3 separate regions of the Ovis aries genome follow, and all the other regions are linked to region 2. The links are chromatin contacts, called in public Hi-C maps. All regions are on one chromosome and are shown on one strand. The core of a region is the stretch at or near the end of the contact, and the rest is flanking DNA. Distances in the headings are between cores, read along the strand shown.

Evidence for each region. Hi-C and Micro-C count contacts between places; a contact is called where the count stands out from the background.
Region 1: a Hi-C map of tail adipose tissue shows a contact between it and region 2, with 14 times the contacts expected there. The contact joins the enhancer-like site here to the promoter of IGFBP5 in region 2. A contact is called at or near these places in 10 of 16 Hi-C or Micro-C datasets (hypothalamus, liver, mesenteric adipose tissue and 5 more).
Region 3: a contact with region 2 is called in a Hi-C map of tail adipose tissue, with 7 times the contacts expected there. The contact joins the enhancer-like site here to the promoter of IGFBP5 in region 2. A contact is called at or near these places in 2 of 16 Hi-C or Micro-C datasets (skin fibroblasts and tail adipose tissue).

Annotation. Positions count from the first base shown.
Region 1 is chr2:219,221,074-219,225,008 of ARS-UI_Ramb_v3.0, forward strand. No RefSeq gene overlaps it. Among named protein-coding and RNA genes, the nearest start is that of TNP1, 360 kb to the left of the region's middle. Within about 2 kb of position 2,413, at least 8 of the 54 cell types and tissues checked have an H3K27ac peak or open chromatin away from gene starts, as enhancers often do.
Region 2 is chr2:218,686,898-218,690,425 of ARS-UI_Ramb_v3.0, forward strand. IGFBP5 (insulin like growth factor binding protein 5) reads right to left here and starts at 1,945. Exons shown (of 4, transcript NM_001129733.1): 1 at 1,599-1,945. The coding sequence starts at 1,932.
Region 3 is chr2:219,520,078-219,523,820 of ARS-UI_Ramb_v3.0, forward strand. No RefSeq gene overlaps it. Among named protein-coding and RNA genes, the nearest start is that of TNS1, 640 kb to the right of the region's middle. Within about 2 kb of position 1,999, at least 3 of the 54 cell types and tissues checked have an H3K27ac peak or open chromatin away from gene starts, as enhancers often do. A contact at or near this core is called in tail adipose tissue, where this site is marked.

The DNA.
Region 1 (3,935 bases), core at 1,163-3,662, 530 kb after region 2:
GTTCTTCTATGATAAACAATGCTATGATAAATTGTGAAAAATTCATCTTTTCCCTTTTGACCAGGCTCAGAAGTAATCATGAGAGATTACTTTTTAATTTAAATTTCTTTGATCATCAGTGCAGTTGAACATCCATTACACACATTCACTGACCTTTTTATTTTGTGAATTCTTGTTTTATTCCCTTGTCTATTTCTTTTTTTTTAAAATTTTTAAATTTTAAAATCTTTAATTCTTACATGCGTTTCCAAACATGACCCCCCCTCCCACCTCCCTCCCCACAACATCTCTCTGGGTCATCCCCTTGTCTATTTCTTACGTGAAAGTTTCCCATTTCTGCTTGATTTCTAAGAAAAATTTAGAGAAGACAGTCCCCTCTGTTCTGTCACATAAATTATAAAACATAGGTAGAAGCAACCTCAGAAATCCTTAAGTTTAACCCTCCCATTTTACAGATTAAACTCTCTGGAGAAAGGAAGTGACTCATCAAGTTCTCATGGTTATACCTCTGATTTTTCCAGTGACTCAGTAAAATTATTGCCTCAGATCACTTGTGTTTCCAGAATATCAATCTTCCTTTCTCATAAAGCAAAATAAATTTCTAAATTGACTGAGATTTGTTATCAGCGAGTCCTTTCTATGAAAAATAGTTTAAAAAATTACTTTTTTAAACTTTCTCTGCTATTTTCCCTTTTCTACCCAAGAGTTCTTTTCACTAGAGGATAGACGAAAGAAGAAAGGAGGAGAAATCAGTGTTACAAACATTGCCATAGATGTTTTCCTCTTTGGAGAAAATGAACTAGACATGGCAACCCTCAGAGGTCTTTGTAAGCCTGATGAAAATTTCTTGGATTTCATAATTTTTTACTTAAAGAAAAATTTGATATTCTTTGTCCAGTTATGTAGATGGCATTTTGGCTGATGTTTTCTGGGGTGGATAAGTGTGACTCTAAGAAGCTGCTAATCGTGCAGTGCCTCTGGCTGGGAGGCTATTTAAAGGCTGCTATCTTGATGTGATGCATATTTGCATCTGTTTTTCATGCCTTTCCAAAGTGGAATTCCATTTGCTTCCCCTTTTGGTATGGAGAGGAGAATGGCCAAACCCCAAATGATAAATTCTGATGAACATAATACACACTTGTTTATCAACTTTTATGGATAGACTTCTTATGCCTAGTTTATTCTGGGAGAAAGAATATTATTAGTACAAGGAGGGGAAAAAGCTGGGTTGAGGAAGCAATAATAGAAGTCGATTAGAAGAGAATAAAAAGGAATAGAGTAAGTGGTAAGGAAGCCATCAAGGTGTATCACTTACTAATATATGGTTCCAGATTTCCTCTCTCAAGGAAGATCGGGACATGTGGAAAACCTGCTTGTCTATTTGTGCCCTGCAGAGCAGGGAGGAGGGTCTCAGGGGAAGATTCAGCAGAGAAGTAAAGCAGGTGTTTCCTGCTACCTGTGCCTCAGAGGAGAGCTCAGAGCCCCAGGAGTGAGTTCCCACAGCAGCACAAATCATAGGAAGCCACACTTTTCAACCAGCCTTAACTCAGAGGTCAGACACATCTGCCATCACCTCCCAGACTTCCTCTCTCTGTCTCTATCAGTCTCTGACAGAGTGTCTCTAGCTTCAAATAAGGAAAAAGCTAATGTGGATATATTGTATGGACAGTTTTTTTCTATCCTCCTTTCTCAGGTTGTCTGCTTTTTGAGGTTTAGTATCTATATTGATCTTTGTTGTGCCATTTCTTCTCCTAAAATAAGTGAAAACAATAGGTAAACTTGAACTTGCACACCATGACACTAAAAGGTACTGGGTCATTTAGCTCTACAAAACATGTTCTTTACTTCCATAAAAATAAGTTTGAAAACCAACATTCGTGGGAAGGAAATTTTCATATTTGCATTAATATGTCAGCTACACTTTTTATATATCTCTTTTGTCTCTGCTACTCTCTCTCTATCTGGCTCTCTCTTTCCTTTTCTCTCTAACAGTGAAGTATCCAGGAGAAGAAAAATACAATTGAAATGTGGTATGTTTGTGTGTGTGAGTCTGCCTTACATCTAAATGTTGCAAAGCAACTAAAAGAATTTAAAATATATATATTTGCATATTTTAGATAAAGGGAGAGTTAAAGGGGAAAAAAGAAGGGAAGGAAAGCAGAAGTATGAAGGGAATAAGGAAGGGAGATGATGAGAGAAGGAGAGAAGGAAAGGAGAGAGGAGAAGGAAGACAGATGAGTTGAGACACTCAACTGCAAAGCAAAGACGCCATATATCTCCAGGTATTTTGTCTACAGCAGACCAAACATCAGGCTTTGGGAAGCATTTGGAAGACACAATGCTCCTTTCACTGCACAGACAACTGTTGACAGTGCTATCGCCTCTTGCTCTGTGTGTATGTGTCTATCCCTTTCAAGCCTTTTTGTGGTCAGATTATAAAGGCCTGTTCAGTGGGTGGGGTGACGTCACACTGACCACAAAAGCTTATATTTCCTGCTACTAAATACACAGCCCCTGCTGACGAAGTGGTCATTACAGAGCAAGCTTGTTCTGCCAAGGTCACCATGAGTGGGGATAAAGGCAGGGGGAGGGGGCCCAGTAGAGAGGGCAGAGCCATTATTCCCCTGTGCGTCTGTCTGCCTGCTGATCCTCATCTTGTTAGAACTGAAAGATGAAAATAGAAGTCCCTTTGTGTTTCCTCCAGATCTTTGTCCTTAAGGATGCTGAGGTATCCTGGGACGCAACATGGTGGAGAGAAAGGAACGGACAAATTCCAGGCCAGATTGCAATCTCCTCATTTATATGCTGAGTAATTTTACCTCTTCCTTCAGGTCTCATCGTTACAATCCCCATTTTACCAAAGAGGAACGAGCCTCATGTAGGAATCAAATGAGATCATGCCTTTTAAAGCAATCACAATTGGTTTTATTTTCAGGGTGTCATTCAAATCTTAATATCATTTCTTTGATCCTCCTACTCACCTTCCTTGTGATGAATAAGAACTGCAGTTCTCTCCTCTTGAGAGGAGAGAGTAAAGGATAAGGGTTTTATTTTTGAAAATTTCTTTGAATTTTATTTTTGCTGAGGTCACAGTGAGGATAATTTTTTTTTTAAAGTGAAAGAAACTAAATAAATTTACATGGTAAGATAAGACTTAGCAAATTAATCAAAGAAAGCCATACCAATTGCTAGAGGGGCAGAAGGATAAGAGAGGACGCAGGTGAGATCCCACGGAAGAAATAGCATTTGGGTTGGGAATAGTGCATAAGAACTTGACAGGCAGAGATGGAGAAAGGGTGGTCATTATCACGGATCATGACCATGAACTCCTAGGTACCACCTGACATTAAAACAGAATGATCTGAGGGCTTATGCCATAAGTCTTTGGCAAAATCCACACCTCAGGTGAAATGAAGTTGTGTGCATGCAACTTTAGAGTATTTCATACAGTCATGGCGATTTCAACTTTGAGAGAAGTGGAAAACCACTGCTCAATCAAGACCATACAGAATTTTGCTACTCTCAGTTCTGAGCTCTTGACAAAGTAGGATTCAAATTCCCTACATTTTTCTTTCTTTTTCACCCTTCTGGTGAAGGACTATTACACACAGGGCCTCAGACCCAAACAGGACTTTGGAATGAGTCCACATGACATTCAGCAAAAGGACATCTTTGTTATTATCCATATAATTTAGGTGGCCTGGACAACCAGTCTGGATATTCTAGCATCTGACATGTTTCTGTAGGCCAGGGTTGTCTAGGTTGGTTCTCCATACAAACCAAAAAATCGGAAAATTGCCATGTTCCTTTGGGCCATGCGTGTCACCAGCCCTTACTGGGACACATTTTCTGCCAGGGCCACTGTTTAACTTTAAGGGCCTCCAGTAGGCCTAAGGCCAGGCAGTTCACCTGATCCAAGGCTATGGCTGGGTTGG
Region 2 (3,528 bases), core at 695-3,194:
GGACAGACAAAACCTGCAGGGTTTGCGGGAATCCACGTCGAGCCCAGGAAAGCTCTCGTGCCTCTCTTCTCAACCGCAGACGCACTCCTTTCCTACATGAGAGTGTCTGTAGTTTACAGTTAAGACAACTCGTGTTGGGGTGCTCGTAATGGACGGAGATAGGAGGGAAAGGCATTGTCCCAGTAAGAAGATACCTTACAGAATAAATGCAATTTAGCCAAGTCTTAACCCCTTTGGGGGAGGACCAATGCTCAGAACCCAGACTTTTGTGTATAGTTCATTAAACTTAAAAAAAAAAAATCAAGTAACTTTCCAAGAGGAAGCCGAAGTGTTTCAATTGAACAAGCAGCTCTGTCAACCTTTTAAACTCCAGAACTGAGAATTTGGGGGCGGGGCAGCCTGGGGGCGGGGCTACTTGGAGGTGGAGGGGAGGCGCCTGGTGCGTGGCTTTTCCGTCTCCGCCCCCTTGATTTTGCATTCTGCATTTCCAGGGCCCCTCTTCCATTTACACCACACCCACTTGTGATCTGGCTTGAGAGCTCGAGGGGCGACGCGACAGCGTGGGGGATTAGCACTGGCGGGGAAGCCGCGGTGTCTGAATTTCACATCTCTTCTTGTTTCCCAGCCCTATATCTACCTTTCTTCCTAGGTAAAATCTGAATAGGAGCAGGGGAAAGGAGCTCGATTCAGGAACAGCCAGCCCTGGAACATCAAGCCCACCTTTCCCATTCCTTTCCCTCACTACCCCCACCCCCCCGCCCCCGACTTGCTCCACCTCCCCGCCGCCTCTGAGCTTGCCCAAAGTCACCTTTCCTTTCCTGGGAGGAAAAAGAGATATTTTGCATTTCAGTATCTTTTACATACGACCAGTCAATCGCATCAAGTCAAGAGCAATGAGTGTGCACGTGGGAGGGGCATCAAAGCCCCCGCCCCAAAGGCAAGAGCTACCAAGGGTGCGTGCGTGCGTGTGTTATGTGTGCACGTGAGTGTGCGTGTGCGCCCGTGTGGGGGGGGGGCGGGGTAGGAGAATAGAAACGTCAAAGACGGACTGGTAGGGGGGTGGGGGGCTGGGAGGGACAAAGGTAGAATTAGCACCGAAAACCGGTAACGCCTCTCTCTCCAGGTCCCCAGTTGAAGCAATATTTTAACAAAAGGCATTTTTTTTTCAAGTTCAGAAAAAAAACAAAACCCACAGCATATTGGAGGTGGTGGAGAGGGAGTTGATCATATAAGATGCACACTTTCGGACTGGAGATTGAGTACCTGAGGATTTGCATCTAGAGAAGAAATAGGAGCTCAGAGTCACCGTTTAGTCGAGGGGGGAGGGGTGGGGTGAAGAAGGTGGGGGTAGGGACGAGGAGAAGGAGCGAAAACCCGGAGAGGCTCGGCTAGACCGACTCCTGGGGTAGCAGGATCGGCTGGGGCTCCGATTCCGAAGTGCAGGGACCCTCCCCGCCCTCCTCTCGGCCAGCACCCCGGCTCTAAGCCACTTGCTGGGCAGAGCGCTCGGGGCCAGCCTGTCCCGTGCCCCCCCACAACCACCCCCCCCGCCCCCGCCCGTGCGCCGTGTAGCTCTCTGGCACACGGAGCGCGCTCACCGATCTTGGCTTGCTCGCGGTAGCTCTTTTCGTTCAGGCAAACCCCGCGGCCGTGCAGCAGGGCGTGCAGCGGCTTCTCCTCGTCCTGCCGGGGGAGGCAACGCAGCCCCTGGGCGCAGCGCTCAGTGTAGACGCCGCACGACTGCCCCTCGGCCAGGGCGCAGGTCATGCAGCAGCCGCAGCCCGGCTCCTTGACCAGCTCGCAGCCCAGGGGGCTGGGGGGGCACATGGAGAGGGCTTTCTCGTCGCAGGGCTCGCAGTGCACGAAGGAGCCCAGACCCTGGGCCGGCCCCGCACAGGCGGCCAGAAGCAGGAGGAGCGCGGTGAGCACCATCTTTTCCGAGTCTCCCCCTTTACCTGGGGCGGGGCAGGAGCGCGAGAGTGCAGGGAGAGAGGGGCCAGGAGGGAGCGCGGAGCAATGTTCTTTTTTGAAAAAAATTTCTGGCAGGTAGAGCAGGTGCCCTCCCCCGGACAATTGCAAAATGTAGGGAGCGATGGAGGGCTGGAGTGCCTGCAAGCAAGTCTCAATTGCAAAGATTACAGACTTGCAACAGGTAGGGGGAAAGGGAGCAGCGCCAGGTGCATGCAGAGGAATCGGAGGCTGGAGAAACAAATCCCCTTCCCCACGAGTCTGACCTGGTCAGAATTGCGGCGGGGGAGCCAAAAATGGTTCACCCCCCAACAACCACCGGAAAAAAAGAGCTCGGAGGCTGTGAGAGAGGCAGTGGGGGGGGGGGCGGGAGAAAAATAGATTTCTTCTTCAAAATTTTTGTTTAAAATCTCAAAGTACACCCTGCTCCTTTCTAACCCTCAGCTGCCAGCGGCGCGCGGCTGCTGCGGAACAGGTAAGAGGCGGCGGCTGCAGCCGCGAAGGCGGAGGAAAAATGTGGAAATCAAGAAATTAAAAAAAAAAAAAAAGAAAAAACACACCAAACCCCCAACACCTCTTTTCTCCCACTCTGCTAGCACCTTTTCGAAATTCGCAGGTTCTGCGTGAAGCCCGAAGAAAGGTGCAAACGGAGGAGAGGGTAGTAAAGAAGAGGAGGGGAAAAGGAAAAAAAAGGAAAAAACCCACACCGCTTTGCAGCTCTTTCCTAGCTCTTTTTCCCCCGGCAGAAGTTTCCAAAGAGACTACGGGCTCCGGTTGAGCCGGCGCTTTTAAATAGACGGCCCCTGGCTGCCAGCCAGTTTGTAGCTGCAATTTGAGCTCCCCAACACCCAACCCAGGCAAGGATGCCAAGGAGTACAAACTCACACGGGATGGGGGTGGGGAGAGGCCTTCTAGACACACGGGGGCTCCCCTTCGCTGCCTGAACAGCTCCCTCCTCTCCCTAGAATGGAAGAAAGTGATGAGGGGACGGGGGAGGGGGGCTCGGGGAACAGGGCTGGAGCTGCCCAGAGAGGGAGAGGAGGTGGGGGTCGAGGGGGAGAATTCTTGCAGCGCGGTGGATACAATAAGGAGCAACTCATCTCCCGTCCCTCCCACCCCTTAGCTAGCCAAGGCGCAGGCTGGAGGGAGAAGAATTTTCTTATTAGCCAACTGGATATATAGAGTGCCCAAGAAATGCTACCTTAGCTTTGGGAAATGGCTGTCTGCTGGTGTCTGAGTGACCAAGTAAGGGTGTGTGTGTGTGTGTGTTGGAATGGGTGTTAGTGTAAGATGGCCAGCGATGGGTGGTGAGGGGAAATAGAAAAGAGACACTAAATTCCCCCCTAAAAATCTGGGGAAGGGGATTTAATCTAGTGTTTCTGTTGCTGGTGAAGTGACTGTCTTTGGTTGTAGGGGGAAGGGGCCGTTTTTCTTTAGCTACACTGTTGGCCCAGGGAAGCTCTGTGTGTGTGTGTGTGTGTGTTGTGTGTGCATACTGTGTGTACTTGCACCAAGGGACATTCATAGCAGCAGCATCATAGGCAGCACTGAGCTACAGAG
Region 3 (3,743 bases), core at 749-3,248, 830 kb after region 2:
CACCCTTATGGCAGAAAGTGAAGAGGAACTGAAAAGCCTCTTGATGAAAGTGAAAGAAGAGAGTGAAAAAGTTGGCTTAAAGCTCAACATTCAGAAAACGAAGATCATGGCATCTGGTCCCATCACTTCATGGGAAATAGATGGGGAAACAGTGGAAACAGTGTCAGACTTTATTTTCTTGGGCTCCAAAATCACTGCAGATGGTGACTGCAGCCATGAAATTAAAAGATGCTTACTCCTTGGAAGAAAAGTTATGACCAACCTAGATAGTATATTCAAAAGCAGAGACATTACTTTGCCAACTAAGGTCCGTCTAGTCAAGGCCATGGTTTTTCCAGTAGTCATGCATGGATGTGAGAGTTGGACTGTGAAGAAGGCTGAGCATGGAAGAATTGATGCTTTTGAAGTGTGGTGTTGCAGAAGACTCTTGAGAGTCCCTTGGACTGCAAGGAGATCCAACCAGTCCATTCTGAAGGAGATCAGCCCTGGGATTTCTTTGGAAGGAATGATGCTAAAGCTGAAACTCCAGTACTTTGGCCACCTCATGCGAAGAGTTGACTCATTGGAAAAGACTCTGTTGCTGGGAGGGATTGGGGGCAGGAGGAGAAGGGGATGACTGAGGATGAGATGGCTGGATGGCATCACTGACTCGATGGACGTGAGTCTGAGTGAACTCTGGGAGTTGGTGATGGACAGGGAGGCCTGGTGTGCTGTGATTCATGGAGTCGCAAAGAGTCGGACACAACTGAGCAACTGAACTGAACTGAACTGAGACAATTTGTCCCTCTTCCTCTCTTTGGCTACTATGTGTCTGAACTGAGTTTAGAGAATTAAACAATGTCTGCCCACTTCATTCATTAAACAATTGTCAGAAGCTATACTTCCATAAAAACCAGGAAAAAAAAATCAACAAAGATTAGAGAATTTCCATTGGTCCTCAAAGACCCAAGAGATACATACAAGATGTCTTTGCACACTGAAATAAACCTGATATGCTCTGTACTATTTCAATGACCTAGAAAATAATAGATGTATGAGAAGTATATTTTGATGAAATAAACAAATTATATATTTTACAGAGGGAAGAAAAAGAAAAACAATTGTCTACTGGGAGCAAAGTTCCTGCCCAGCATTATGCTAGCCACAGACCATGGTGACAAGCAGGACAGACATGGGGACAGGGAAGGGAGTCAGTCTGTAAATAAATGTCCATCCAACCTGTGATAAGTACTTAATTAGGCAATAACTGAAGCGCTGTGAAAGGAAATAATGGGGTCAGAGTCATGGGAGGTCAAAGAGGTCATGGAAGTCCAAGAAGGTCACATCAGGCTTTTTTGTAGAGAAGACATTTACACATATTGAGGATGACATGGAGATAGGGAAAAAAAATGGAAAGAAAGAAGTGAAGAGACTTGGAGAAGAAAACAGAGAAACAACTCTGAAAGACAGAAAAGAGCTTGCAGTCTTCTAAGAATTGTAGAAAAGACAAAAATTATTTTGACATAAAATAGAGCCTCCAGTCCTTGCAGAATGAGGCAGAAGACAGTGATACAACGAGATGAGAAAGCAGGCAGTCTGGAAACCTTAGATTTTATTCTAGGTGCACTGGGGAATCACTGAGCAAGGTTGTGTGTACCTTGAGAGAAATTCCTGTGTTGTTCTAGGGTGACTCTGAGACCCAACCCAGCACCAGCCCCCAAATACCATCCTCAATTCCCACTCCCATGCCCAGTCCCAGGGCCAGAGGGAGCTGTGATCATGTGAAATTGTTTCACAGATTCTTTACTCCTCTGATAGAGGCAATAAAGAGATACGGTTCAAATCAGTCCATTTGGTGACCTCTGAGAAACTGGAAAGTTTGGTCAATGATCAACACTCAGCAAAAATGAGATTTTTGAATTATTGTTAGAAGCTTCAGTGATTCAGCCTCTCCCTGTCCCCCATGACTGTGAATAATCCCAACTCTGTTATAGGACAGTACAGGCCTACTTAGGCCAGAGGATGTTTGCCAGATATTTCTGCTCTGGGTGGTTACAGAAAACAACATCTAACAACAACTCAGACCTCTTGTGGTCAGAGACTCACACTACGCCCAGATGTGCTGAGCAAGGGTAGCTTTATGTCTCTGTAACTGATATGATCCTCCCCAGAGGCCCACGTGTGCTGAGAAAAGAAAAAAGTAAATGTAATCCAATTGGGTCATTTCAGTCAAATACAATAAGCAATAATAATGCTTTTAGGTAAAATGCTCAGGTTCTCAGACTTTGACCTTTTCTTATTCAAATGTGGTTGATTTACCAACCTTATGGAAGAAAGGGAAGAACTAAAGAGGCTCTTGATGAAAGTGAAAGAGGAGAGTGAAAAAGTTGGCTTAAAACTCAACATTCAGAAAACTAAGATAATGGCATCCGGTCCCATCACTTCATGGCAGATAGAGACAGAAACAATGGAAACAGTGTCAGACGTTATTTTCTTGGGCTCCAAAGTCACTGCAGATGGTGACTGCAGCCATGGAATTAAAAGACGCTTGCTCCTTGGAAGAAAATTTATGACCAACCTAGATAGTATATTAAAAAGCAGAGACATTACTTTGCCAACAAAGGTCCATCTAGTCAAAGCTATCATTTTTCCAGTAGTCATGTATGGATGTGAGAGTTAGACTATAAAGAAGTCTGAACACGGAAGAATTGATGCTTTTGAAGTGTGGTGTTGGAGAAGACTCTTGAGAGTCCCTTGGACTGCAAGGAGATCCAACCAGTCCATCCTAAAGGAAATCGGTCCTGAATATTCATTGGAAGGACTGATGCTGAGGCTGAAACTCCAATACTTTGGTCACCTGATGGGAAGAAATGATTCATTGGAAAAGACCTTGATGCTGGGAAAGATTGAAGGTGGGAGGAGAAGGGGACAACAAAAGATGAGATAGTTAGAATGGCATCACAGACTCAATGGACATGAGCTTGAGTAAGCTCTGGGAGTTGGTGATGGACAGGGAGGCCTGGTGTGCTACAGTCCATGGGGTAGCAAAGAGTCAGAGACGACTGAGGGACTGAAGTGAACTGAACTGAGTTGATTTACAATACTGTGTTAGTTTCAGGTATACAGCACAGTGATTTGGTTATAAATATATATGTGTGTGGGCTTCCCTAGTGGCTTGGTGGTAAAGAATCCGTGTGCGATGCAGGACACACCAGTTCAATCTCTGGGTCAGGAAGATCCCCTGGAGAAGGAAATGGCAACCCACTCCAGTATTCTTGGCTGGGAAATCCCACGGACAGAGGAGTCTGGTGGGCTACAGTGCATGGGGTCCCAAAAGAGTTGGATGCAACTTAGCAACAAAACAACAATGATTTATTCTGCTTTTCTATTCTTTTCCATTGTAGCTTATTACAAGATATTAAATATAGTTCACTGTGAAAGTGAAAGTGAAGTCGCTCAATCGTGTCCGACTCTTTGTGACCCCATGGACTGTGTAGCCTATCAAACTCCTCTGTCCATGGGGTTTTCCAGGCAAGAGTGCTGGAGTGGATTGCCATTTCCTTCTCCAGGAGATCTTCCCAACCCAGGGATCGAACCCGGGTCTCCCGCATTGCAGGTAGACGCTTTACCGTCTGAGCCACCAGGAAGATCTAGTTCCCTGCGCTATACAGTAAATCCTTGTTGTTTAATCTATTTTATACATGGTAGTGTGCATTTGTTAGTCCCATATTCCCAATTTATCCCTCCACTCCCCTTCCTTTTTG